Linked DNA regions of Gossypium hirsutum: region 2 is linked to region 1. A link is a contact called in public Hi-C data. All regions are on one chromosome and are shown on one strand. Each heading gives the region's core, a stretch centred on a gene start, on an enhancer-like site or on the middle of the called end of the contact. The rest is flanking DNA. Distances are from core to core; before and after follow the strand shown.

The links. A called contact is a pair of places that touch in the nucleus more often than the background predicts.
Region 2: a Hi-C map of leaf shows a contact between it and region 1, with 1.5 times the contacts expected there. The contact joins the promoter of LOC107922371 here to the promoter of LOC107922289 in region 1. A contact is called at or near these places in 2 of 34 Hi-C or Micro-C datasets (both in leaf).

What each region holds. Positions count from the first base shown.
Region 1 is chrD01:50,474,669-50,477,871 of Gossypium_hirsutum_v2.1, reverse strand. LOC107922289 (OVARIAN TUMOR DOMAIN-containing deubiquitinating enzyme 4) reads left to right here and starts at 1,711. Exons shown (of 6, transcript XM_016852257.2): 1 at 1,711-1,947; 2 at 2,505-2,626; 3 at 2,946-2,986. The coding sequence starts at 1,914.
Region 2 is chrD01:50,656,180-50,659,455 of Gossypium_hirsutum_v2.1, reverse strand. It overlaps LOC107922371 (ADP-ribosylation factor 2), which reads left to right and starts at 1,542. Exons shown (of 7, transcript XM_016852369.2): 1 at 1,542-1,725; 2 at 2,225-2,395; 3 at 2,785-2,855; 4 at 3,014-3,133. The coding sequence starts at 2,248.

The DNA.
Region 1 (3,203 bases), core at 462-2,961:
ATTTACATAGTTAATATATTATAAAAATTCATAAATTTATTTTTTTGAATTATATATTTTTCTAATTTTTAGTTCAATTTTATAATTTCATATTTTCCATAAAAAATACTTTTATATAATTTTTAAAGTTTTAATTTGAATATTATGTTTTTTTAAAATTCTATATATTTATGTTCTTATAATTATATATAGTATAAAAGTTAATTTTTAGAAATTAAAAAATAAATTTTATATATTTAAAATTTATTCTAACTTTTATATTTTAAATTTTTTTGAATAGTTTTTAAATTTATGTATATATTTCAATTTTTATACTTATGTTCCCTTTTTATTAATTTTTTGGTATTATTTTATCTACACTATTAAAACATTCCTGATTGAGTTGGTGTCACGAGTCAATCGGACACCAACTTAATTGAAAAATTTTTAAATTCACCACTCAACTAAGTTTTATTTTAATTTATTTATATGCACAATTTATTACCTTAATCAATTATATATATTAATATTTTTATTTTAATATCACATATATTATTATTAATTGATTTCGAAGCATATATTTCATTATATATATTTGGTGAATTATAAAATAGCAGCAAAACCTAACAGCAACGCAACTAACTCGACTTGAATTTAGATCACACGTAAAGTTTTAGTCAACTCATTAAATGATGATTAGTTCATATAATATAATTTTTAGAATAAATAATGACGTCACTTTTTATTTTGCCTCGGTTCACGTAATCATTCAACATAGTTAACTATTTGTTAACTGTCAGAGGTATCGACTTCTCATAAAAACAAAATAATTAAGTATGAAATAGAAAATCAAATATAATTTAGAAGTAATTTTTATATTAAGTCAAAAACAAAAGTCATAAATCCAACAAAAGTCAACTACAAGACAGAAAGTTGAAGACGAGAAAGCGTACCGAAGACGCTGGCTCACTACTATTTTTGGTTAAATTTGTTATTATTCCTTATATTTTATGAATGTTGTATATTTAGTCCTTCTACTTCTATTTGTTCAATTTCAGTCCTTATATTTTTCAAATTGGTCAATTTTAGTCCTTTACTTTTCAAATTTTTAGCTTTAACCCAAATTGTAGCAATTAAATATGTAAGGTTAAATTCAATTACAAATCTTGTACTAAGCATACAATTATAGATTTAGTCTATTTTCCCCAATTGGATCATTTAAAGTCTCTATGCTTTTTGAATTTTGAAATTCTAGTCTTGACGCAAATAACAGTCGTTAATCCATTAACTAGATTTTTAATGAGTAATATGTAAAAATAATAAGTTGAAATGGTAATACACATATGATAATATGTTTGATTCATCATATTTTAGAAATAGCAAAACTTTACTTAATGAATTTAACAGTTACTATTTGGTGAGGACTAAAATTTAAAAATTTAAAAAGTAAAGGACCAAAAATGACCAAATAAAAGTATAAGGATTAAATCTATAAATGTTTCAAAATACAGGCACTAATAGCAGAAATTAACTTTTTTTGGTTCAAATGGAACAGGCAGCCAAAAGAACGGCAGTTATAAATTTTAGCGGGAATAATAGTTTAACGGTTACAATAAGCAATTGCAATTTGGTCGCCCTCATGTCAACAAATCATAAATGGCCACGTATTACTATCCTCTCTTCTCTGCTTGTGTAATTATTAATGAAAAAAAACAGGAGGAAAAGCATGGAAGTGGAATGGGATTCCCTAAACTTGGCCATCCAACCACAAACAATGAAAATTATTCTCTCATCACTTTCAACCTCCCTCTCCAATTTTATTCACCGGTAAATCTTTTCTTTTTACCTGCACAAAAACCGCACTGTTCGTCGATTGATTGATTTTCAGGATTTTCCTCTCTCTCTCTCTCTTTTCAAATTTAGTTTAAAAAAATATGAAACGAATGCCTAAACAGGAAACTTGGATTGGTAACCTTCCAATTCCCACCTTATCTTGATTTTGTATATTTGCAAATTTTTCCTCTTGTTGCAAAATTAGATTCTTTACTTCGTGAATTTTATTTTTTTTAAGTAAGATTCTTTACTTCGTCTTGGACGGCGTGACTTGTTTGTGATGATCTTGTATTTTGGCTTTCATACTTGTTTGGATTAATAATGGTTTTCTCTTCTTTCTTGCCCTTTCATTACCTTCTGAAATTGTGAGGTCGTTCATTGTTGCAATTATTATGGAATTCGGCGAAGGTCCTTTTTTTTATAATTACTTAATCTTTTGAAAGTTTGAACAAAGAACTTGATAGCATTTTAGCTAGAAATTGAATAGTTGTCTTCTTCACTTCCATTAATTTCTTGATAATGTTATGGATATTGTTTGGGCGGTAAATTTATTTATGATCGACTGAAATACATGCTTTGTGTCTAACTCCATATGCACCAAACCCATTTTATGTTCGAACTTATTCATGATTGGAAAACTATATGCTTTTGGCATAATGCATGTGTTTGAGATTTTAGCTTGTTGAATGCAGGCATTCCTGGTGATGGGAGATGTTTGTTCCGGTCAGTAATTCATGGTGCCTGGCTGAGGTCAGGGAAGCAGTCCCCAAGTGAGAGCTGTCAGAAAGATCTTGCTGATGAACTCAGAGATAAAGTACATTTCTTTTCTATTTTACTCTTTTATATGAAGCATCAATTGGTTTTTAGTTGTACTTGCTACTGATGGGTTTTCCGGAAATTTAATTTTTTTTATGCAATCCCTTTTCATTTTTTTGTTAGCTGCAGATGTCTTTGTTGCTTTAAGTTCATTTTGGCATATACATTCAGCCCTAGGGAATTTTGTTTCTATGCAATCCATTTTCATGTCTTTCTGCTTTAACTTTGTATTGGCCCTCAATCAACCAAGTGCAGCTTCCTTTTCTACTACTTTGAACATTTTTCTCCTTACAATAAAAGATTACATGTCCTGACAGGTTGTTGATGAATTCATCAAGAGGCGGGCAGACACTGAATGGTAAGCTTTTCTTCTTTGGGAAGATCTATTAAGTTGTTGAAGAGGACTGCATATCTTTTACTTGGTTGTTAGTAAAGCTTGAACTATTGGTTCTGCTAGTAAGTAGGACAATTAGGGGTATCTCCTGAGATAAGCTGAAAAAATTTCTTGATTAGCATCTCCCTTTCAAATTTCAATTCATTGACACTACAAGAAAGTAAGTCTTGACACCTTTTTG
Region 2 (3,276 bases), core at 293-2,792, 180 kb before region 1:
TTTCACATGTCATTTATTTCATAGTCATATTTTTGCTTCAAAACACAATATGCATACAAACACATATACTTTCATCACATTGCAACATTTCACCATGGCATAAAATTCTTACCAATCGTGAGACAAGTAACAATCTTTATCTTAGTCAAATTAGTACTTAATCGGCTATAAATTGAATTCAAATTCATGAAAGCACAAACCAGAATAGGTTACTCGTCTATGGCCTTCGCCTTTCCTTTATCTCAAGATGCCCAATGTGGTCTTTAATTACGTACGATAAATTCAATAATGGAAATAATATTAGTTTCACACAAACACATGAAAACAAAATAATTTAACATAGTTTGTATTTTATTCATTTTAGTCCCTATAAGACCTAATATCTGAAATGATCTTATTTCTCAAAATTTAGTATTGAATCAAAATCCAATTTCATATTCTTTCATTAGGGACCTTTTATTTGTAATCTATAGCTTAATTTCTTAACAACTTTCCAATTTAGTCTTGAATGTCATATATGAACTATATAGCTTAGTACAATTTCTAATCAAATCCTACGCTTTTCACTTTTAAACTTAGTCCTAACATAACCTAAGTTTATTAATCAACAATTCTTAACATTATCAAGCTTGATTCCACAAAAACCTACTAATGGTAACTTAGCATATACTTAGAAATTTGATAATCTAAAACTTGGGTATGATAGATTAAGCTCAAATAACCTTATTCAATTTTGGATCGAAATGCAAAAGGAAGTAAAAGGGAAATTTTGTTCTTTCTTTCAAGCTTTGGACGACAATTTGGGAGAGAAGAATGAATGTTCTCTTCTCTCTCCCCACTCACTTGTCATATACTCTTAGATAATAGAATGATTAAACTTAATTAAGGAACAAATCTTACTTAATTAACTAAATAAATGGTCATGATCATTATTTAACATAAGGAAAATGGATGGAAAGGATTGGTCTCATCCACTAACTTATGAAACATTAATGGTTAACATTAGATCCATTTCACAAATTTTAATTGAGTCCTCAAGTATTTTCTAAATTAAAATTTAATAGCGATTACACTTTTCAATTTAGTCCCTATATTATAATTGATGATTTTCTCGATTTAATTACTTGACTGTCCACAAATGCCTTTCATTCTAAATGAGTAAATCCTTCTATTCATAATTTCATGGGCTTGGTTTGTAAAATTAGATTCTGAAACCACATTTTTTGACACTGGCTAAAATCTGGTCATCACATTTAAATTGACCATTGAGCAATTTCTAAAAGAAGTGCCATAAAATCTAATTTAATAGATTTCTTTTAAAATATTGTCAATTGGAATTTAATTACTAAATCAAAAGAGTGGAAATATTAAATTCTAGGAATCAAAAGTATAAAGATTAAATTTTAAATATAAAAAAAATGTAGCGCTGAAAACACAATTAAACCTAAATAAAAAATATCTTGTGGGAAAGCTGGGCCACTCGGATAGTGTAAGCAACAGTGGCGGTGTCCATAACTGAATGCAATTGGTACGCGAAATTTGACGCGGGGGCAATTTTGTTATTTTATGTGAAATGATGGGGAAAAGTATCTGGTGCGGGTGCAGCCCGCCTTTTCCTTCATAAATAAATTAATTAATTTGCTTTGGTCTCAAGCTCTCTCTGCCTCTCTTTCTTCCATTTGCTTCAAAATCAAATTCAAAATCTCTCTGCGATTTTCTCCAAAGGTATATAACCATTCTAATCTCTGTTTCGATTTTTCCTTTCGATCTCTCTGTTTCGATTTTTCCTTTCGATCTCGCAAGTTGTAAATGTAAAGAAACCAATTCAATGCGCTCTCTTTGTTTTAGTTTGGATGTGAGGCTTTGAAATCCTTTCATTTTACTTTAAACTTTGTTGGTTATGAACGATTCGTTGCGTGAATGCTTGCTTTCCTCATGTCTTGTCAGTCGATCGAATTTTGAGAAATCTAGTCGCTTTCCTCTCTTATCTGAAAATCTAGGCGATGAAGTATTCTAGATTTATTGTTTTTCATTTTCTCCATTTATGTGTGTATATATACTGAATTCTCGATGGTAACCGTGGAAATGGTATAATGGTATTGATTCTTCGCACCTCTACCTTCAGATCTATTTGGTTTACCGAAATCTGATTATTGATTGGGAAAATGGTACGCTTGAGTTTTTTTTTTTTGAAATAATATATTTAAAATATTGTAATATTTAGGGATCAGCAATTAGGGAAGAGAAATGGGGCTGACATTCACGAAGCTTTTTAGCCGGCTTTTTGCTAAGAAGGAGATGCGGATTTTGATGGTGGGTCTCGATGCAGCCGGTAAGACTACCATCTTGTACAAGCTCAAGCTTGGAGAAATTGTTACCACCATTCCAACCATCGGTGAGCATATCTAACTTTCTTGGTCCTTCGAACTTTAATTGCATCTTAGATAATATATTTTCATTCAGGGTTTGTATCATTTGGTAGAAACTTTTTTTTCCTTTGTCAATGCTATCATTATTGTTTTTGTATATTTGAGAATTGAGATGTTAGACGTTTAGAGCCTTGATATTGAAACATGTATAAATCAAATGCAACCGATTTACACCTATGATTTTTAGATCCAAAATTAGGAATTAGCTTTGAAGCATGTGACCTCTAGTTAGAGGACCATAGTGCTAATATTTCATATTGTGATTTGTATAGTACTTTGAATTTCTTCAGGCTTGTGATTTTATTAATCCATCTCAAGCTTTATCTTTTTAACTAGTCATGGTTTTCCTTTGCAGGATTTAATGTGGAGACTGTGGAATATAAGAACATCAGTTTCACTGTGTGGGATGTTGGTGGTCAGGACAAGGTATGTGTTTTCTCCTTTTATGTTTCCCTATTATTTCAGCAATAGTTCAAATGTTATTTAATTTTTGATGCAGTGATAGTTAGGGGATCTTTACATGTTGTGGTGTCTAAGTAATGCTTAGTCAATAATGCCCCAGTTTTTCATTCTTAATCTTGCAGATTCGTCCGTTGTGGAGGCATTACTTCCAGAATACACAGGGTCTCATCTTCGTGGTTGACAGCAACGACAGAGACCGTGTTGTTGAGGCTAGGGATGAATTGCATAGAATGTTGACTGAGGTATGCAAGTTAAATTTTAAGTGGAACCACCTTTGTTTCCCCGGTTACTGGTTATGCTTGAATTGTATTGCTGTTAAGTGGCTTCGGATTCTATTGTTTCTGCCTTCGTATAACATTAGATTTAATAGCTATAAACAAGCAAA